Linked DNA regions of Mus musculus: all the other regions are linked to region 6. A link is a contact called in public HiCAR-type and promoter capture Hi-C data. All regions are on one chromosome and are shown on one strand. Each heading gives the region's core, a stretch centred on a gene start, on an enhancer-like site or on the middle of the called end of the contact. The rest is flanking DNA. Distances are from core to core; before and after follow the strand shown. Region 1 overlaps Arid1b (AT rich interactive domain 1B (SWI-like)). Region 2 overlaps Arid1b (AT rich interactive domain 1B (SWI-like)). Region 3 overlaps Arid1b (AT rich interactive domain 1B (SWI-like)). Region 4 overlaps Arid1b (AT rich interactive domain 1B (SWI-like)). Region 5 overlaps Arid1b (AT rich interactive domain 1B (SWI-like)). Region 6 holds the start of Tfb1m (transcription factor B1, mitochondrial). Region 7 overlaps Arid1b (AT rich interactive domain 1B (SWI-like)).

The links. Promoter capture Hi-C pulls out the DNA fragments that hold promoters and counts their contacts. HiCAR-type assays count read pairs that join an accessible place to other places.
Region 1: a promoter capture Hi-C map of pre-B cells shows a contact between it and region 6, with 7 times the contacts expected there. The contact joins the enhancer-like site here to the promoter of Tfb1m in region 6. A contact is called at or near these places in 10 of 39 promoter capture datasets (the 3T3-L1 cell line, 3T3-L1-derived adipocytes, the C10 cell line and 5 more), 9 of 484 Hi-C or Micro-C datasets (the C10 cell line, adipose-derived mesenchymal stem cells, cardiomyocytes and 5 more), 4 of 115 datasets of contacts at active chromatin or transcription factors (astrocytes, cardiomyocytes, pro-B cells and 1 more) and 2 of 9 other capture datasets (adipose tissue and liver).
Region 2: a contact with region 6 is called in a promoter capture Hi-C map of pre-B cells, with 5 times the contacts expected there. The contact joins the enhancer-like site here to the promoter of Tfb1m in region 6. A contact is called at or near these places in 6 of 39 promoter capture datasets (the C10 cell line, embryonic stem cells, hippocampal neurons and 3 more) and 2 of 115 datasets of contacts at active chromatin or transcription factors (astrocytes and cardiomyocytes).
Region 3: a promoter capture Hi-C map of pre-B cells shows a contact between it and region 6, with 5 times the contacts expected there. The contact joins the enhancer-like site here to the promoter of Tfb1m in region 6. A contact is called at or near these places in 9 of 39 promoter capture datasets (the 3T3-L1 cell line, 3T3-L1-derived adipocytes, the C10 cell line and 5 more), 1 of 484 Hi-C or Micro-C datasets (cortical neurons) and 4 of 115 datasets of contacts at active chromatin or transcription factors (embryonic forebrain, fibro-adipogenic progenitors, kidney and 1 more).
Region 4: a contact with region 6 is called in a promoter capture Hi-C map of liver, with 3 times the contacts expected there. The contact joins the enhancer-like site here to the promoter of Tfb1m in region 6. A contact is called at or near these places in 2 of 39 promoter capture datasets (the 3T3-L1 cell line and liver), 3 of 484 Hi-C or Micro-C datasets (CD4 T cells, cortical neurons and cranial neural crest) and 1 of 115 datasets of contacts at active chromatin or transcription factors (embryonic stem cells).
Region 5: a contact with region 6 is called in a HiCAR-type map of astrocytes, with 4 times the contacts expected there. The contact joins the enhancer-like site here to the promoter of Tfb1m in region 6. A contact is called at or near these places in 6 of 39 promoter capture datasets (the 3T3-L1 cell line, the C10 cell line, embryonic stem cells and 3 more) and 2 of 115 datasets of contacts at active chromatin or transcription factors (astrocytes and large pre-B cells).
Region 7: a contact with region 6 is called in a promoter capture Hi-C map of liver, with 4 times the contacts expected there. The contact joins the enhancer-like site here to the promoter of Tfb1m in region 6. A contact is called at or near these places in 8 of 39 promoter capture datasets (the 3T3-L1 cell line, the C10 cell line, embryonic stem cells and 4 more), 5 of 484 Hi-C or Micro-C datasets (the C10 cell line, cerebral cortex, cortical neurons and 2 more) and 2 of 115 datasets of contacts at active chromatin or transcription factors (embryonic forebrain and large pre-B cells).

Annotation. Positions count from the first base shown.
Region 1 is chr17:5,188,548-5,191,247 of GRCm38.p6, reverse strand. All of the region lies in intron 4 of Arid1b (AT rich interactive domain 1B (SWI-like)), which reads right to left. Among named protein-coding and RNA genes, the nearest start is that of Gm34854, 34 kb to the left of the region's middle. Within about 2 kb of position 1,292, at least 412 of the 459 cell types and tissues checked have an H3K27ac peak or open chromatin away from gene starts, as enhancers often do. A contact at or near this core is called in 3T3-L1-derived adipocytes, adipose tissue, astrocytes and 11 more, where this site is marked.
Region 2 is chr17:5,088,263-5,091,069 of GRCm38.p6, reverse strand. All of the region lies in intron 2 of Arid1b (AT rich interactive domain 1B (SWI-like)), which reads right to left. Among named protein-coding and RNA genes, the nearest start is that of Arid1b, 95 kb to the right of the region's middle. Within about 2 kb of position 1,394, at least 66 of the 459 cell types and tissues checked have an H3K27ac peak or open chromatin away from gene starts, as enhancers often do. A contact at or near this core is called in embryonic stem cells, liver, pre-B cells and 1 more, where this site is marked.
Region 3 is chr17:5,136,430-5,139,370 of GRCm38.p6, reverse strand. All of the region lies in intron 4 of Arid1b (AT rich interactive domain 1B (SWI-like)), which reads right to left. Among named protein-coding and RNA genes, the nearest start is that of Gm34854, 86 kb to the left of the region's middle. Within about 2 kb of position 1,255, at least 239 of the 459 cell types and tissues checked have an H3K27ac peak or open chromatin away from gene starts, as enhancers often do. A contact at or near this core is called in cortical neurons, embryonic stem cells, kidney and 3 more, where this site is marked.
Region 4 is chr17:5,012,953-5,015,897 of GRCm38.p6, reverse strand. All of the region lies in intron 1 of Arid1b (AT rich interactive domain 1B (SWI-like)), which reads right to left. Among named protein-coding and RNA genes, the nearest start is that of Arid1b, 19 kb to the right of the region's middle. Within about 2 kb of position 1,382, at least 13 of the 459 cell types and tissues checked have an H3K27ac peak or open chromatin away from gene starts, as enhancers often do. A contact at or near this core is called in liver, where this site is marked.
Region 5 is chr17:5,105,394-5,108,093 of GRCm38.p6, reverse strand. All of the region lies in intron 3 of Arid1b (AT rich interactive domain 1B (SWI-like)), which reads right to left. Among named protein-coding and RNA genes, the nearest start is that of Arid1b, 110 kb to the right of the region's middle. Within about 2 kb of position 1,268, at least 47 of the 459 cell types and tissues checked have an H3K27ac peak or open chromatin away from gene starts, as enhancers often do. A contact at or near this core is called in astrocytes and liver, where this site is marked.
Region 6 is chr17:3,556,457-3,559,156 of GRCm38.p6, reverse strand. It overlaps Tfb1m (transcription factor B1, mitochondrial), which reads left to right and starts at 1,402. Exons shown (of 7, transcript NM_146074.3): 1 at 1,402-1,576. The coding sequence starts at 1,444. It overlaps 1700102H20Rik (RIKEN cDNA 1700102H20 gene), which reads right to left and starts at 1,333. Exons shown (of 2, transcript NR_045303.1): 1 at 1,253-1,333.
Region 7 is chr17:5,215,943-5,218,840 of GRCm38.p6, reverse strand. All of the region lies in intron 4 of Arid1b (AT rich interactive domain 1B (SWI-like)), which reads right to left. It overlaps Gm34854 (a long non-coding RNA gene), which reads left to right. Exons shown (of 3, transcript XR_876354.3): 1 at 1-2,898. Among named protein-coding and RNA genes, the nearest start is that of Gm34854, 6.9 kb to the left of the region's middle. Within about 2 kb of position 1,495, at least 48 of the 459 cell types and tissues checked have an H3K27ac peak or open chromatin away from gene starts, as enhancers often do. A contact at or near this core is called in cerebral cortex and liver, where this site is marked.

The DNA of each region.
Region 1 (2,700 bases), core at 43-2,542, 1.6 Mb before region 6:
ATAACAATCTTTCCTAATAGAATATTAATTGTATACACATCATAAACATACTTGTGTTAAAATACCATGCACGTGCATAGTAAATATGAGGCATAAGCCCAAACAAAATGTATTCTGCAAAACACTTGTTGCTCAGAGTCTCTTTAATAACCTTTGTAACAAACTTTAAGTGTCAAATTTCCAAAATTAAGCTACTGGGTCAGGAAATATCCGTCATGTTAATGATTATCAATAATTCACTCTTCATAGTACCAACTGCATTGACTTTAAAAACCATTCAGGCTACAGATCACAGTGGAAATAATTTATCAACTAGAGGCTCTGGCTGATTAGTCCTCTAAGTCTGGTATATGTATGTCGACTAACTTCTTGTATGTGTCATGCAGGTTACTTGAAAGGTCTAAGGTTACACTGCTATACCATAGAAGGTGAGCAACAGAGAGCAGACAGTGGCCTTAGGTCTTCTAGACAGATTAGTCTTATTCTCCAGAAATGTCTTTCCCCCCAAATCCTCTTAGCATTTACTAACGTAGTAGAGGCTAGAAAGTTGTCTCAGTGGATAACAAACCCTGCTGCTTGTAGGTTCAACTCCCAGGTCATATGTAATCCCAGTTTCAAGAGATCTGATGATGCCCTCTTCTGGCCTCCATGGGTACCAGGAACAGCCGCTGTGCACAGACATGCAAGCAGGCAAAACACCCAGTAGCATAAAATAACTTTTTTTTTTTTTAATTTAAGAAGGTACAGACAGGAGATGAGACGCTACAAAAGCTTAGGCTTTTTCTGGGATTTAAAAATGCTATGAATTAGTTTTCCCATCAAGGAACCTTGCACTTGGTTCCAACTGGTACTGCACAAATGTAGTTAGGGTCTTTGCCTTTGGCCCTACCCTCCGCTCCAGCCACTCTTGCCCTCCATCTCGCCTGTCTTGGTGCACAGCTTAGGCCTAAGGCCCGCCCCCTGGCGCCCCACCCACTGCCTGCCCCACTGGCCCCACCCCATCACTCCACCCCACCCTACTTTCCAGCGGCCTTCTGGTCTCCCCATGGCCCAGCCTACGGGAGGGGGAAGGGGGGGTGTTGTTTGATCCTCCCAGACTCTGGGTTTTGGGAGTCTACAACTTTGTCTCTTTCTGCAAAGCAAGTTTCAACCGGCCCCGCTACAGTGGGGGAGGGCCCTTTCCTCAGGGGCGGACGGCTCCAGCAGGGATACAGGGCAGCCGCTCGGCCCTCGCCTCGGCACTCCTCTCCAGGGACAGGCAGAGGGCGCGGGAGGGTTTCGGAGAAACTGGGAGCACCGCCGGGAGCGCGGCTGCGTCAGCAGAAACTTTGGGAGTGAGCCCTCTGGGGTGGGGCCTGCACAGCCCCGACCGTGGCTCGATGGCCAGGCCTCCCACCGCGGTGCCTGCCGGGAGCTCCCCACCCGCGGCTGCGCAGTCGCTGCTTCCCCTCTTCCTCCCTGGAGGAGTGCCTAGTCACTCACTGGCCCGCGAGCTGTGGGACACACTGCGCTAGGAAAACAAAGAAACCCCACGCACACGTTTCCAGGATAGGGAACGTGAAAACAGACAGTGAGACTTAGGGTGCCCCGCAGGTTAGGCTTCTCAGGGCTGCCATTAGGCAGCCAGGCAAGCTGCAGGCCCAGGTATCCAACCCAAGGCCCTGCTGAGCGCTCCCTTATGCTTACCGGGTTGAATGGTCAAATTCTCTAAACAATCCCATTATGGTTATATATGTGTGTCACGTATAGCCACAAATCCCAAGTCATTACTTTTTGGAAGAAAATTAAGTAATCTGAGAGCTTAGCAAAAACAAAAGCACCAATTCACCATTACTATTTTTTGTCACAACCAAGTGCTATATATGAAACTTTTGGATAATGTTACAGATATTTAAAGAAATGAACACATGATTTTAAATGCTGTTACTGTTGTCATGTTGACGCAGCTCACCTAGGCTCTGCAATGTGGTACTTCTCATTCAGCCATATCTAGTCTGTATAGTACCAGCAGGGTCAAAGGCAAGCAGGCATGCTGACATACTATGAATTAAATCATTTGTACACTTGAAATGTTAGGATTTGTGTTACTAGAAAAGGTGATACTTAGTAAATTTACCTAAAATGGGCAATCATACAAATTGCTTTGGGCAAATTCTTCATCAGTGAATGTTCAAATTTTTCACCCCATTTGTTCTCCTACAGATGATTTTCACAGGAATATGCTTCAGTATTTTTCAACTTTATTTCAAATTTTTAAAATTTTGAGATTTTTTGATTAAAAGTTCACTTTTTTTTTCTGACATTATTTGCCCTCCTTCCAGCCCTCTAGCCTTTTCTTCCTTTTCAGTCCTCCAAATGGTACCAAGTTGTACTACCTGCACAGGCTATGAGGTTAAGGAATTTTCAGATGTTTCTGGGTTCAGTAAATTACTACCTTCCTTCATTTGTGGTTAGGACAGTAGTGAAATGAACGCAGGCTCCGTCGGGGTGCAAGGAACACATGGTCAGGTATTTTACAGTGCTACACATTGTGGTGCAGCCAAGAAGGCAGTCAACAGATAGGCAAACTCGGGTCTGCAGTCAGGCTGCAGAGGGAAACCAAACACAGAATCGTGGGTAGTGATGAATAGGCCTTTGGAGCTGGGCAAGGAAAGCACTCAGCATGCAGTGGGGATAGAACCTAGCAGAGCCCAGGCAAGA
Region 2 (2,807 bases), core at 145-2,644, 1.5 Mb before region 6:
TTAAAATTTTATGAGACTACACATCTACATCTAATAGAGAAAAGGAATCGAAACTGTAGCCTGCACACTTTTACTAACCCATAAGTTATTTTAAAACACATATTTAACATATTCAAGCTAGGTGCCTAATGGTTGTTTCACAGGTTTTTACTTGACATAAGAAAAATACAGAGCAACTGGGCATATTGAAATAATTATGACTTCTATTCAAATAAAAAAGCAAGTCTCTAAGCTAGGTCACAGTGTGTATAGAAGCAACATCTTTTTTCCTTGAATTCTGTCTCTAGGTATTTATCTTAAAGAAAAAAAATGAACCAACTAAGCAAACATTTGCACAGCTGGGCGTTTAATTCTGCGTGTTGGAAATGCAGAAATCCAACTGTCCAACATCAGCAGACTCACTGCAGGGAGACGGAGTCAAAACCTGACAGAGCCACTAAGCACACTGGTTCCCACGACAGACGTCATAAGGAGCCCTGTCCATGCACCTGACCCGGGACTTAGGGAAACAAGCTTCCAAGAACTAAATCATGCTGTTTTAATACGAAAGTGTGGAGGTGCATACAGACAACGAATTACTTATCTACAATCTCTTATCAAACCCGTAGCCTGTAAAAACCTTTTTCATGGCCCTAGAAAAAAATGCAATTCATTTCTGATTATTTACAACTGCTGTCTGCTAAGAGTCAACAACAACAACAAAAACCCAAACACTGTAGCAATTTACCTTTAATAGCAGAAATCATTGCAATCTGTTTTTCATTAGATTTAGGTCCTTCCAGGTAAAATCTACACAATTGAAAAAAAACCCACAGGAAAACAAAACAAAACAAAAAAACTTAAGTTCCACTCAGCTGAGGCTAATTCTGCTAGCTTTTAAATTCACAGAATATTTCCCATGCAAGAGAAAAACAGCAAGACATTCAGCACGTCAGCTGATGCAGGGCTGAAGCAGCTGAGGGGGTGCTGAGGCCAACAAGCCCACCCTAAAGGAGGCTGCAGGAAGGCAAGGGCCTTCACCTGGGCAAGTGTTTCCTTCCAAGCGGTTTAATCCAACCCCAACTGAGAAGACTCAAGGACACAGGTGCTTTTTTTTCCTCTATGTTTTTATTTAAAAGAGGGAGGGAGAGAGAGCCCGCTCCTGTCCCAAACTCAGCTAAAGAGAAACTACTCCAGAGCTTCCTCCAACTAGTTCTTTATACTTGAAAATAAGCCATCAACAAACAAGCACTGTGTTCAGCATGCACGCTGCACACATGCACGCAAGTCAAGTTTGTTCCACCTTACTCCACCTCTCTTCAAGAACAGAACCACCACACAAGCACACACGCACAGAGGTGGGGGTGGGGCGCGGCGGCAAGTGAGCTGGGGCTAAGAAAGAGTTGGCAACGCACTCCAGGGCTCCAGGATCATTGCAGGGTCAAAGGACGGCCTTGCCTTTGATCCAGAAGGCGGAGGTGCGCTGGAGCTCAAAGGTGCCTCAGGCCCCTGTAGACCCCGTCCCCTCTTCTGCCCCCTCTTCCATCCCCTCTTCTGTGCCCTGGTTCCCAGCACGTTCACCTTACACCACAAACACTGCTGCTTATTCAGACTCAAAAACAAACACGTTTTTTAGAATGATTTAGCAAACCAGCACCCTTCTACCCCCCACCAAGAAATTTAGGCTTTTCATTGTAGTAACATAGATTTACATTTTGATTTGTGAAACAATGAAAAGTTCTTTTGTTACAGCAGCTTTTTTGTTTTTTTGGTTTTTCGAGACAGGGTTTCTAGAGACAGGGTTTCTCGGTATAGCCCTGGCTGTCCTGGAACTCACTCTGTAGACCAGGCTGGCCTCAAACTCAGAAATCTGCCTGCCTCTGCCTCCCAAGTGCTGGGCTTAAAGGCGTGTGCCACCGGCTACAACAGCCTTTTTTAATGGCAAATTTGTTAGTAAACTTTAGGCGCACTCAATAGAAGGTTTTCAGATAAAAACAGGAAAGAGCAGGTGTCATTCTATTGCTTGGTTTCTTTATGTTCTTCCTGGCCAACAGAATCTCTCAGAGCTTCCTCTAGGTCCAACTGCTTCCTCCTTAGCAGATCACAGACCAGTGCTCTTCAGAGCGAATGTTCTTTATGGCTGTGGGAACTAAACAATAGTGCCTCTGGTAACCTCGATTTCCAGGAGTCAGGGATGTGTCCAGAGCAGCCTTTATTTACTCTCATTAAGTAAATGATCAGTTCATGGATGACTCTGTTATCCATGAACTGATTTAGATTCTTACACTCATTTGTATTTCCAGTCTATGCTACCTCTTTAGGACAGTGATTCTACAACATTGTTATCCATTTTACAAAGTGGTGAACCTTCTAATTTTCATAAAATTAACTCTGTCAAGCTTCATGGAGTGTGCCCTAACTCTCATGCAACTTAAGATTAATAAATGTATGGTCAAACAAGAAAGGCCAATGCCTTTCCTTAGCTGAGCAGACTCCTGCTCTCTCCAGCCCTGTCTCCTGACTGACAAGTGCTTCCAGTGGGCCAGTCTGTACAGCTGCTAAATAGCATGAACGACTCCAAAGCAAAAGTGGGGTGACCTCCTTGTTACCTTTAAAGAGCCCTCCACCAACATTCTAGTCTCTCCGCTACCACCCCAGTGTGCAAGGTCCACCTTCTGCTGAAGGTCAGCCAATTTACCTCTACTGGGCATATACCCAGATGTTCCAACTGGTAATAAGAACACATGTTCCACTATGTTCATAGCAGCCTTATTTATAATAGCCAGAAGCTGGAAACAACCCAGATGTCCCTCAACAGAGGAATGGAT
Region 3 (2,941 bases), core at 6-2,505, 1.6 Mb before region 6:
AAACCAAAAGAGAGGGGGAAGCTACCCATTTAACGGAATAATGCTTTTATCCTTGCAGTTAAAACGAAATAAACCATGACTATTAATCTAGTAAGACCATGTAAAAATGTAATTTTTAAACATTTACTAAAAGGGTAGACTTCAGTAACAGCTCTAAAAAGCAAGGCCTTGTGTACAGCAGCGTTTAAATGCTAAGCACCAATCTCCTGTCTGCCTAGGCCATTACCCACCCTGTCACCATGGCAACGCTAACAGTATGCCTGACTTCAAAGACAAAGATGTAATTTCAGACTTCCAGCAGCCAGAGGGAGTGGTAAGAATATTCTACCCAGGCAGTGTCAGCTGATGATAAATTATAAAAATACCCAGGAACGTTATGAAGCGGACTGTACCACGGTCTCATATTCCTGGGGGAAGACTTGCCTTAGTCAAGCAACACCAGGGGATGCTGGGAGTAAAACCAAAAGTAAACAGGAAGGAACCTCAATAGCATGACACAGACTTCTTGCTTCTTCCTTGCTCCCAGGAGAAAATGCAAATAGTTTCTTCCACCATGGTTTTCTCAGACAGAGTAGGAGTGACTAAGGGTCTGCATGTTTGTTCAGAGGACTTGCAAAACCACCCCCATGACTGCTAAACTGAATGCTTATGACTGTTTCACAGGAGCTGGGCCCACGTCCTCCTGCACTGAGCTTGGAAGGACACCTGCCTGCCGCCCCCCCCCCCCCGCCCCGCCCCGGCTTTTCTTACAACCACCAATCACAGATGTGTAAGTTGTGAGCTTCTTAAAAACACTGCAAATGAGTAAGGCTGCCCAGCAGTAACACAGCTGATCAAGATCTCAGAGTTGAAAACTCACCAAGTTCTGGACAAGTGTGGTTGTGGAAATTCAGGAGACTCTTGCTGGAGTTAATGTCATCCTGAAAAGTTTTATATATATGATTTTCTTCTACTTGAAGTTAGGAACAAGATAATGAAGGTAGGCCACAAACAAAGACAGATCAATTATTATATTACTGTCTGCAGGAATAAACACAATGTAGCGTGAACTCACTTTCTGCTGACTAGTTATAAGCCTAAGAGTTAGTTTCTTATAGAAGCAGGAACGGCAGAGTCACCCCTTTCATGGACCTGAGAGGCAGCCCAAGCTTCCTACCCAGGAGAAGGAGAGACAGTTTCACATCAGGGCTGCTGTCCTTTGTCCCTGCTGGCTCCTTGGCAGGCACCCAGACCCTCTCTTTACAGGGTCAAGAGCTGTGACTAAAGTCTACCTGGAGGCCCAAGCTGCTTCCCCTGACCTCTCCTGGGGTGGAGACAGAGGAGTCAGGCCAGCAAGTCCCTCCTCAGGAAGTGCTGGACAGACAGACAGACAGACAGGCCTCCTGTTCTCAGAAGCTCACACCTGACAGTGAGCCCGAGTCTAGAGGTTCATGAGAGACTGAATTCACATCTCACCAGTGGGTGACATGCACCAGACGGTGGCCGCAAGTCACCAGAACAGGGCCAGCACCCAAAGTCCCAGCCATCACATTCCCCCCCAATTTCATAACTAATGGAAAAGCCAATTTCTCCCATGAAAACACAAACCCGAAGTTTCAAATGACAAAGGAAAACGTCACCTGCACACCTATCTCAAAAGAAAAAGATTATAAAACTACTTGCAATTTAGCTATGTTATTAAGTTTTATATTGAGTTTTTATTCTGCTACATGCTTATGATTAAGGGAACTATTTTAAAAGTTTCCATGAAATATAAAAATGGGCTCAATAAACCACTCCTTTGAACACAATTGCTAGATTTATAATTTTGACAGTTAAACAAGTCAATCGAGTTCTAGAAAACCCTTCAACTGTCCATCACGTGGGCGGGACTTCAACTGTCCATCACGTGGGCGGGACTTCAACTGTCCATCACGTGGGCGGGACTTAAGGCCTCACTCAGGACCCTGTCCACTCACGTGGGCCGGAAGGTCTCATTCAAGACCCCTATAAGCTTCCAAATAATATGGGATCACGGCTCTTACTGCACAGAACAGGCCTCTATTTCCATATCAGTTTCATTATTTTCTCAGGATCATTTTATGTTTCTTTATAGAACATTTCCTTCTACAAAATCATAGAAGGTGAAGTTCCCTAAGATATAACGAATTTTGCCTTTATATTAAAAATTATATAACCTTGAATTTCTCTCTTTACCATGGTAGCTGGGACGCAGCCTTAAACTGGACCTCCATTTGCGGTCACATCATTATCCGGGCTCGTTTGTTTTTCCATCCTACCCCACCCCCAACAAATTGTAATGTCTTAGAACAGCTTTTCTTTACATAGGAATGTGTGACTTTAGGTCAACTCAAGTCCTTCCAGAAGCACAGCCTGAATACAAACCTCACAGGAGACCCGGTCCTTTGTCACAGCAAGCTTCTTGCCATTAAAGGTGCCCACTGATCCATACAAAATAAACACATTTCTTTCTAATTCTCAAGCAAAAAGCAGTAACGGACAGCTGCAAGAAAATTCACCCAAGCCGCTTTCATACACTTCCATAGAGAAAAAGACTTTGAGCATTAGGTTAGAGCGTCGGATCGCACTTTGTATTAAATACAGCATCTGGAGGGTGAAATGTCTTTATGGTACCTTTCACATCCGACTGTTGTATGTACCTTAGGTCTTTAGCTGAACAGAAAAGCAGAGCTGAGCTGCCCAGGACACCAAGGACACCAGAGGCTGCCACTAAAAATGAGAACAGGGGTTTGTCCACTTCAAAGACAGTCATGTTCATTTCCTCTGTAATCTTCCCCAGATCTTCATGGGGTCTCTGTGTTAAACACTGATAACTGAAACTGAGGGAACAGCAGAGAACCCGGAGGAGGAACCGTAAGGTGTGAGTGCCATGGATACCCCAAAGTGATGGCTTTACCTATCATCATCCAAACAGCTGGGA
Region 4 (2,945 bases), core at 133-2,632, 1.5 Mb before region 6:
GCTCGTATATATTCGTATATCCCTTTGCTTAGGAGATGTTACCAATGTTCAGAAGCATAAAAATAAGCCCTGGCTTATTTTTAACCACAGAAAAACAAGGCCAATACATAAATACTGTTTCCTTTCTAGAACACCTCTCCCCATGCTCCTCAGGGAGCAGCTATCTCAGCCTCCTACGCCCTGTGCTTGCGATGAAAGGGCCTGGAGGGCCGGGCGATCTATAAACTTCTGTTTGCTGTATGTTAAGAAATCCTACCCTCGGAACCTAGACAGAAGCTTCAAAATGAAAAACGGAGAATACAAAAAATATGAAGTATCCTCAATTCTCAAATTAACATTTGCTATGTTTAAAAATATTTTTAAGTCAGGGCTAATGAGATGGCTCAGCAGTTAAGAGCACTGGCTACTCTTACAGAGGACTAGGTCTCAATTCCCAGTACCCACATGATGGCTCACAACCATCCGTAACTCCAGTTCCAGAGGCCCCAGTACCCTCTTCTGCCTGCAACAGATACCAGGCACACATACGGTACACAGACATGTATGCAGGCAAAACACCAATACACACAAATAGAAGCAATTTTTTTAAGTGTTTAAAAAACTATGTCTTGAATTGGACATGTTCAGGGATGTTGCAACACCTAGAAAAAAGTTCAAAGCCACTTGGGCCATGGGAATCAATCGCAGGCCCATTTGGGCTACTCAGTAAGAGCCAACTGTAAGGAAACTTAAATGCTTCATTCTTGTCAAGTTCAAGCATTGTTATTCAAAGGACTAAGTAAATCCTAACAAGCAGAGTGCCTTCCAAGCAGAGCATCCACACCCAGTAACAGAGGAGCAGTTGGGCACAAACTGCCACCCTTTACACATAACCAAGCTTTCACAGACACTAAGAAAATGTATTCTTGCTTCATCTCCTGATGGCGTGAAGTTCAATGTTAGCAAAGGGAAAGTCCATTCCTTCCAATCCGTATCTTGAGATACTTCCCATCGGCACTCGCTCGCATCGGCACTCGCTCGCTAGGCAACAAGGTAACCTAGTGCTCCAGGAAAGGCTGTGATTTCTCCACCACCTGAGCTTCTGCATTGGGTGCTGTGAAAGCCCAGGACGGGAGAGAACAAAGCAGGGCTCACAGGACCAGCATATCACTAGCCAGCTAAACTCACGCGCCACACGGACACGGGCTCCAGCCTTCTGACGATTTGTCTCCTGTCTCATGTGACATGAAAAGGTAAAGCATTTCAGTCAACTGTGAGAACTCAATAACTTTTTTTTTCCAAATGCACAAACTATTGCAAGCACTCAGCCAGGGGTTAAAGTTCAAACGGTGGCACAGATAGAAATGAGGTGCTGTCCTTGCGGTACGCAGGAAGAGAGCAGAAGCAAGCTAGCCTCGCACGCACGGATTTCCAGAGGCCAGGAAGTGAAATCAACAGGAGTCCCTTCCAGAGCTGGTTTCCAAACGGCAGAGAGGAAAAGTAGAGGCCAGTGAGGAGGAGGAGGCGCACTGCGCAAGCGCAGAGCTCCAGCTCAGCATGGGAAGACCAGCTGGTCAGGCTGGGCAGTTGGACGAGAAAAGGAAGTTCTTGCTGGACACGGCAGTGTCTGCCTTTACACCCAGCACTCGGGAGGCAAAGGCAGGAAGGTCTCTGTGGGCTTGAAGCCAGCCTGGTCTATGTTGCAGGTTCAAAGACAGCTTGGACTACGAAAAAGAGAGAGAAGGAAGGAGGGAACGAGGGAGACAAAAAATGTCTGGTGGTGGTAGCACACACCTTTAATCCCAGTGCACATAGGCAGAGGCAGGTGGAACTCTAAATGAGTTCTTCAAGGCCAGCCTGGTCTAGTTCCAGGATATCCAGGGTTACATAGTGAGACCCTGTTGAAAGACAGAGACAGAGAGATGGAGAGAGACGGAGACACAGAGAGACCGAAGGAGAGAGGGAGGGGGTGAGCCCAGTGCAAGCATCCATTCCTGCCATCCTTCCCACGGACCACTGCAGAGGCTTCTAATAGAATTCTCTTGCAATAACACTATCTTTACTCAACTCTTAAAATGTGAGATAAATACATGTATAATGCTGAAATTATCAAAAACAGCTTCAAGCCAGGCAGGGTGCACATGCCTGTAACTCCAGCACTTGGGAGGCAGAGGCAGGGGGATCACAAAAAGTTCAAAGCCAGCATGATTTATACACAGAGTTCTGCCAAAGCTACTCACAGAGATCCTATCTCAAAAAAGAAAAAAGGAAAAAAAAATGGGAGGGGCTTCAGAAGTCATTCAACATCCTAACCTGATTATCCATGAAAGGAACTGACCTCTGCACTCAGAATCAGAACACGGCACTAAATGTCTAAAGTTCCATATATACTGCAAGATGTAATTAAACACTCCATAGTACTGCATCCAGGACTTTCTACAATGACCAGAGAATTCTAGATCTGCGCTACATTTGGGCTACACACATGTCCACTGCAACTAGAGAAGTGAGCCTTTGGTCTAAATAGCCTCACAGAGCTAGTGACTCTATCAGAGTTCTAGAATGTACTTCCATGCTGATTTTTTAAGAGAAAAGGATTCTTCAGTCACATTACCTGTGTATTAATCCTTCCATCTTCCACATCTGTCACACACACACACACACACACACACACACACACACACACACGCTTCTTTCTTTCAGGGAGGGGATCTAATACAGGATCTCTCTAGTCCCGGTTGTCCTAGAGCTCACCATGTAGAACAGGCTAGCCTCAAACACACAAACACACAGAGATCCTCTTGCCTCTGCCTCCCAGCTGCTGAGACCTCTGAGTTTTCTTTTTGCACAGGAATGGTCATAGTCTCAAGAGGAAAGAAAGAACACTGCCGTTCAAACCTGCTTCCCAGCTGGCAGGCCAAGGTGACGTACAGGAGCGGCTCAGAAGCAGGGCCGCTTTCCAAGCA
Region 5 (2,700 bases), core at 19-2,518, 1.5 Mb before region 6:
ATGCATGCAGGGGACCCACTGTGCCACAAGGTGACTGTGGTTAACAATAGACTGTGAAGGAAAACTGCTAAAAGTGGATTAGAAGTATTCCAACCACAAAAATCATGTGAGCAGTGCACACCATAATTAGCTGGGTTCAGTCACCCCTAATGTCTGCATACTTTCAGAGCATCCTGCTATACGGGATGATACTTACAATTTTACCTGCCAATTTAAACAGAAGAGGCACAAAAACCACACGGAGAGAGCTGTTTCAGCAAGTAGTGAAATAAATGTCTTATCTAGTGAGGTAAATTCAAGTGGTAATGGGCCATAGAGGAAAGACAAGATAGCGGGTGAGAAGAGTGCCAGCGTGTTCTGACGCCCACAGAAGCAACAGAAAGAGAAAGCAGTGCTTGAGGAAGAGAAGGGAAAGGCAGGTATATGTGTGCCATGGGGGAGGGTGGGGTCTCCTGTGAGGCACTATGGAGGGCAGCAGCAACCTTTGTGTCTATGGGCTGCAGCATCTCACCCCTCCATGAACTAGATAGCAGCATGGCCTAGGAGATGAAGGTTTAGGATGTGAACACTGAAGGGTAAGTGAGGTAACCTGAGGAGGTGCAGAGTCTCGGCAGGGATTATCTTTAGTGATCAGAAGTGAAAAGACCACCAGGCCTCCTCCTGGTCCTGCTCTGAGAGGATAGGAGCAGGGAGGCTCCTGGTTTAGGAGTGGGTTTCTAAGGGAGTAGAGCATCTGAGAGGATTTCCAGAGATTATGAAGATGTACTGAGTCCAGCTAGTTAAGGAGGAAGGAAATGCAGAGGGCTGGCCAGAGGTACTCCCAAGCCCTCCATTACAGGACAGACAGGCATGCCAAGCCCCTAATCTGCTACGCCACTGCCCTGCCACAGTGTTGTGAAGTATTACATGTTAATTCGGAATGCATGATCAGACAGAAGGCACTTGCAACAGTTCTACAGTGTTTGGAGCAACTTCTCTTTGCAGTTAGACAATCTGTTTGCATACACCACCACCATGGTCCCTCTCCCCAAGTCCCTCCCTGGTGAACACTTCAAAGAGTAAGTTCCCCAGAACAGTTCCCTGCGGTGGCTGGCTTCCCTGAGGACTGCTTGTGCTGCCAGCTCACATAGAGGCAGGCTGCCTGGGCCTTGAGCTAGCCCTGACACCCGAGCTCACTCTGTGGCCCCCTTGCTGGTAACAGAGTTTTCAGTCTCCCACAGCTTTAACTGGGGAAATAATAAGTGTGTGCCAATGCCTGCTATCCTTAGCTACACACAGGGACTGGCCTGATTGTTAATGTTTTACAGTGTAAGGCAAACTGTCTATGAACTTGATTTCCCCAAAGCTAAGAAAATGGCAAGATGCCAGGTGAGCAACTGCTTGTCACAAAGGTAAAGATGTGCGATGAGGGCTGGCGAAAGGTCCCCAGGAAAAATGGCTGCCACCACGGCTGCCAGTCTCCAAAGGCTGTCCTCTGCAGTGGCAGTGTGCTAACCCTGATCCACATCACACATCACATGCACAGACAGATGGTGAAGAAGAGCTACTACCACAGAAGGGCACTGAGGCCTGTGGTGCTGTGCAGGAAAAGCTGGAGTAGCCACGGATCCACATCACAGCCCACGCTACCTCAAAAAGTCCCAGCATTCACGCGTAACCTAAAAACACAGCCAAGCCCAAAGGCCTAGACTTGCTACTTGGAGGCTGAAGCAGCAAGACTGAAAGTTCAAGGCTTACCTAAGCCCCAAAGTGAGGTCAAGGCCACACTGGGCAACTGAAAAACAAAGAGTAAAAAGCAGATGAGGAAAACGGCCAATTAGTACAAAGCTTGCCTTGCATGTGTGGGGCCCTGACTCAATCCTGCCTGAACCCCCCCCCACCCCCTCCCAACACACAAGCTACAAATACCAACACAAAAGCTAACTGTTTAAGTCTAGAGACCAACTCTATTTGCAGAGAGGAACAAAGTGTTCTGTGGATGTTTCAGGATGCCCTAAATTCCCAGGAAGACTACTCAGTGTACTAACTAATGCCTGTGTGCTGTGCTGTGGAGAACTGTACCCCACGTGTCTCACCATCAGAGCACAGAATACCATATTGATGGTCTTGCTGGAAACATAAGACATGCTAACAACACAAGGCTCCTGCCAGCTCTCTACTTGTGCTGTGAAGGCCAGCGAGACCACTCATGAACATCAAACCCTGCAGGAGGCTTCGAATGGCTGCATCTGAGCCCTTGCCTACTGCACAGCGGCATTAACTACAGCTTCGCTTTCATTTCTACTGCAGACTTGGCACATTGTTCTGGCTTATTTGAAATTCTGGAAGTAGCTTCTTTATCTACGAACATTCTTTAGAATGAAAAGGGGGGTTAGAAAAGCTTCATTTTATACAATGAGCAACTTAAACCAGGCAGAGTGGAACGTCTGGCACTCAGGTGGGTGAGGCAGGAGGAGCCTCAGTTTGAGGTCAACCTGGACTAAATCAGGAAAGTTTTTAATTTAAAAATAAAGAGAAATGTGATCCTTCTAAATTACTTGTGTTTATAAAGTTTTCAGCAATATAATAACAAACAAGCAGAGCGATTGGCTACTCTGTTGTCTGAAGCACCTGAGCTGCAGAGAGGAGACCTCTGCCATCCTTGGCCTCAATGCAAGTAGCAGCACTCAAGAGCACAGGGTGCCGGCCCACAGGACAAGC
Region 6 (2,700 bases), core at 153-2,652:
CAAGTGAAATCAGACGGAAAAAAGTAAAAATCTTCCCACTTATGAAAAATATTTTAAAAGTTTTCATTTCTTTCTTGTGTTCTCAGACATCACAGGAAGACAGAACCTATTTGTCTTCTCTTGGTACTTGGATTTTAACCCTCAAATAGCCTTTCTCCATTGGATTCCCTGCCTGATGAGTAAGCCTTCCGTTTCCACTCTGAAGTGTGGGAAAGTGGCTGAACCGCCCCAAGTCTCACTTTCACCACTACGTAATAATAAAATCTACCCGAATCTGTATGGTAACAATTAGTGAGCGAATAATTCCAAACCACTCAGTTGTGAGACCTGGCACACATTTCTTTTAGTTGAGCTTTTTAAAAGAGCAACCCCTTTATGGTTCACTCTGAGAGCAGTGGAGAGACCACAATGCTTGCAGCATGAATGAGCTTTTAGAAAAAGCTTCAAAGGCTAAAAGAGTGGTCCTGATGCTGACCTTGCTGGCATTGCTTAAAAACAGCAGCCACCGCGCATGCACTAGACTACAGCTGGAATCTGTGAACTTCCAGCTTTACGAAATTCGTGGCCTCGCAGGGCTTTCTTGATCCTGTTTTAATCGGAAGTTAGCAATATGTGTCCTGTTTCGCAAGACTACACCTGAGAGATTTAAAAGGGAATATGAAATAGTAACAAGTGGTATCAAAAACACTTCTCGAAGTTTAAAGTGCTTAGCTCAAGAGACAAAATTACAGCATATTTAAAGACCCAGAATGGCTTTCATTCACCATTCTAAAATTAGGCAGCCCTTGGAATTCTTTCAAACAACTCCGGCCAGAAAATGGACATTGTTCAATGACAAGAAAAGAGAAATTATCTAGAGACACAGTTTAGTTGGTTACGGTTAGCTTTTTGCTTTACTTGAGTCAGTTGGTCTCTTGCTATTGGTTAAAGCTGGGGTGCTGTTAACGGGCTGGCATTCAGCCATTTGCTCTAAAGTCTAAGTCTTAAACTCGGTTTTCAGCAGGCTTACCTTAAATAAGCCTATAGTTCTCTATGGAACTAAGTTCTGAAAGAAGTAATGGACGCGAAGAAATAAAAAGTATCTAGCCTACGGGGGTGGGGCGGTAACCAGTCTACAAACAGCAAGCAACCAATCACCATCTTTCCTGCTACAAATCAAAAGTCAAGCCTTTGGAATGTCAAAGGCCTGCGGAGCCTCCCAGAGGTTACAAAGACCACGCCTCCTAGCCTCCGCCCCCTCTCCTCTCCCAACCTGCACCGCTTTCGGCCTGACGCGTCCTGAGCTCCCAGTACATACAGACTTCCTGTCAGTTTCGTCATTTCCGGCAGGTTTCTCCATCCAACCAGGTGGCCTCAGAGGCGGGCAGTCTTCTCCAAGGTCCCACCCCCTGCGCGCCGTGCACCTTTCCAGCCGCTGCGCGTGGCTGTGTATGTGGGTCTCTCATGGCTGCCTCGGGGAAGCTCGGCACTTTCCGCCTTCCCCCGTTGCCCACCATTCGGGAGATCATTAAGTTGTTCGGACTGCGAGCGGTGAAACAGCTTTCCCAGAATTTCCTCCTGGACTTGAGGCTGACAGGTGGCTGAGTCGTCAGTTCGCCCGGGTCTCCGTGGTGGGCGCGGCCGGGTGATGGAGCGGGTTGGGGCGGGCGGCTGTCAGTCAAGCGCTGCTCCTCCGGTCCTCGCGGGCTAGGGCGACGACTGGTCGACCGCTTTGCGGGCGGGAGATGTTTCCCGCGCGCTTTATGATGCGCCAACCTGCCTCTCGTTAGCCCGGCTCAGTAAAGCGCGTCTGTAAGCTCAGCACTCGAGGAGCAGAGGCAGGAGGATTGCCGCCAGTTAGAAACAGATGGACTCTTTCAAAAACGAAACCAAGAGAGTAAATAGGATAAACGTTCACTTAAGTCTAGGGATCCCTCTAGGGACTGGAGATTCGCTCTGTAAAGTCATACTAACCAAACGGCGCCTACAGCTACCTTGTGCCAATGCTGGGACCACCGTCCCAACAACAGCCCTGAGTTTGCAGTTAATAAGTTGACATTCTCCGGCTTCTTTAAAAATTACTTTTATGCGATTAAACTTATATAGGGTGAAGGTCACCAGTTTGACACCCATGTTTTGATGAGTTTTCACAGGTGTTTGTTGGTTTACTTACCACCCATGTCATAGTAATGCTCTCCTCTTGAGAATAAGATCCATCTGTTGCAAATAAAGGTGCTAGCTGACTGTTGGAGTACTTAGCATGTTAACCCCCTCAAGTTAAAAGGGTAAGTGTGTCATACACACACTCCGTCCCCAAAATCAATTTTGATTGCATGGACCACAAAGCATAAGTTACTTTTATTTCTTGTTTTTGGAGCCTTTATTCGACCCGTAGAATTTGGGTAAAACAGTTAACTCCACTTAAGTTTTCTCATCTCTTATTTGATAGAAAGGCCTACAAGGACCTTAGGATGCCTACTTTTAGATTCTTTGGTTCTAGCATCCTCTCCCAGTCATGCTAAATATAAGCACATGCTAAATATAAGCACCATTCTCTGCTGAAATGCAGTCTCCTATGTCTAAGGCTGGCCTCAAGCTCACTACATGGCAGGTGTTATTGAGTGTCTGGCCCTCCTGCCTTCTCCCAAGAACCGAAATGAAAAGCATATGCCACCATGCTCAGTTACTGATTGCTGACTGTGTAACCCAGGGCTTCACACA
Region 7 (2,898 bases), core at 246-2,745, 1.7 Mb before region 6:
AATCTGCATTTGTAAATTAGGTTAAAGGTTTTGGGGGGTTGATTTTATCTTTAAAGTATTGAATGGGGAAAGCTGAGCACTGTAGCCATTTTCTTCTGCATGCAGACCTTGGGATTTTACAGTTACTCATCCAAGGACAGTGAATGTTTGTGCCCAGAAAATACACTATTTGGCAATTATTTTTCTTCTAGATAATTACTCATTCCTAACACACACACACACACACACACACACACACACACACCCCTGTACACAAAACCTGAGCACCCTGCAGTAGTATCGCTGTTTGTGATGTGCTCCCAGACTTTAAGGAAGGGCTCTAGTGCTGGCAGGCAGTCTGCACAGGCACAGACATCAGGCTGTTTAGTGTTGGTATCTAGACAGGGAGCTGGCAGCAAAGTTCCTGCTTCACTAATTATATTCTTTTCCAAAAGTTCACCCTGTATGGGTGTCCAGGTAATTGCAATTAAGCCAGGAATCTGGTAATTAGGAACTCAAGTGCCCTGCCAGGAACACACTTCCTCTTGATGCGCTGCCCACAGAACTAACTCTCTTGGAAAGGACGGACTCTGGTGTGATCGGTTGTGCAGATGTTGATTAAGCACCATACCCAAGTGAGTGGCGGCAGCCTCTCTCCCTCAAGCCAAGGCTATCTCATTTGAACTAGAACATGTTCTGTGAGCCTGGAGCCATGAGGACAGAAACAGGATTGCTGGTCTTCAACAGCTCCCGGGCACAAGCCCTCTACCACTGCAGCCATGGGCACACCACCCCCGTACTGCTGTAGCCATCTGTCTCCAGCAGGGGCTTCCTGGCTGCTGCTCAAGCTTGCAGCAGCACTGGGAGGTTAAGGAATAAAGGGCCACTAGGAGTCTTGCTGCTCATCCTAAGCCCATCCCTGTTCAAAGTGACTGATGGAAATTAAACATCGCATCAGCTAGTCCCAGAAAAATGTCTGCAACGGACAAAACCATTCTTTAACCTGTTCCCATTAAGAAGTTAACTCCATCCTTAACAAACCTCATACTCTCTACAGCCCACAGAGATTTACAGATGAATTCACTAGGTGCACAAATGTGTTTCTACATCAGCCCTGTAGAAAAAAAAAAAGCAATGATCCAGCTTAGTTGATTCTTCATCCAAAGCTAAATATAGCTGCCAGGTTTCTCCTCTGCTCCTAAAAGGCTGATCTGCACACAGTTGCCACCACCTGCACAGTCGCCTGTGTCCTGTAGACAGCACACGGGACAGACAGATGAACAAACGTCTAGATTTTGGAGAGACTCATTTCATTACCAAGGCACCTCTGGTCAGCATCTTACTGAAACACCAAAGCCACATGCCCATAGAGTTTCTATCTTCATTCCTCCTGCTGGTGAGATTTTTGGCCTCAAAGGTCAAAGGTCAGAGCCCTTCAACACCTCCCTGCCTGGGCCACACTGTGCATTCTCCTAGCACGTTCAGAATCACAGGGACTCTGTAACAGCTGGCCTGGTGCCACTGTTCGAACTGCACTGCAATCAGAGCTGAAGCCACACCTTGCCCTAGTGTTCGCAGCAGTGAAGGCATGGCACCCCAGCAACAGGCTTTGTCCCTTGAGCATGGTGCTTGCTCTTTCTGAGCATCAACTAGGGTCACGTTAGAAGGCCCAGGCAGGAGAAAGCCGAACACGGCTGGCTGAGGGAGTGTCTGATGACCACGCTGTGCGGAGGCTGCCATCTGAACTGAGCAGATGCTTCACTGAGCAGGCGAGAGCACAGGCTGAGGATGGTGAGTTTGGGAAGCAGGGACTCGGGCTTCAGGGGAACTAGCAGCCAGCTGGCCAGACCACAGTCCTCATCTTATAACTGTAGACTCACAGAGAGGGTTAGAGCTATAAAATATACCATCAAAGCTCAAGAAGTTCTGGGGTGGGGGTGGGGGAATTAAAGAAAAACAGTATATGCCGACATTAGAAGTTCATTTAGATGTCAAAGCCCATCCATGCGAGTCCAGTACGAGTCGGCCGTTTGTGTCCGGGTCCTGTCTGCAGCCAACCCCCTAAGCTTTTCTTTTTTTTGTTTTTTTGTTTTTTTTTTGGTTTTTTTGTTTTTGTTTTTTTTTTTTTTTGAGACAGGGTTTCTCTGTGTAGCCCTGGCTGTCCTGGAACTCACTCTGTAGACCAGGCTGGCCTTGAACTCGGAAATTCCCCTGTCTCTGCCTCCCAAGAGCTGGGATTAAAGGCGTGCGCCACCATGCCCGGCTCTAAGCTTTTCTTTTGATTTGAGTCACGTGTAGTAACTACTACATTTACATTTTGATACATTTTTCCAAATATGAGTAATTAAAAAAAATATCATTAGACCAGTCTCAAGTCTTCCTAGTTACACCTTTGGCTCTGTGGAATTCTTTAGAAGGACTAAAATCAAGTACATAGAAACCCTACTTAAAATATACAGTTTTCCTGGAGGGTACTGTGGAAGGAACCAAACGTTAGCCGAAGTAAATTTGTCACATCTCAGCACAGAATTTTACGAGGAACAGTAACCCTGGGTTTTAAGAACACAAAAACATAGTTTAAATTATATATATATATATATATATATATATATATATATATAATATTACTATATGTGGGGGTCTATTCACAAAACTTATAGATTATATTACTAATCACATATGTTTTAAAAAGTAAATTTTATTAAGTTTCTCTTTTTACACCCCCAAAACGAGTAATCAAAACCAAAAATCAAAATAATGATTTAAGGGGGGGGGGAGGGGGAGGGGAAGAGCGAGAGAGCGAGAGTGAGAGAGAGAGAGAGAGCGAGAGAGAGAAGAAAAGAAAGGAAGAAGATTTTCTTGGGCTGGAGAGATGGCTCAGGGGTTGGGAGCACTGACTGCTCTTCCAGAGGTCCTGAG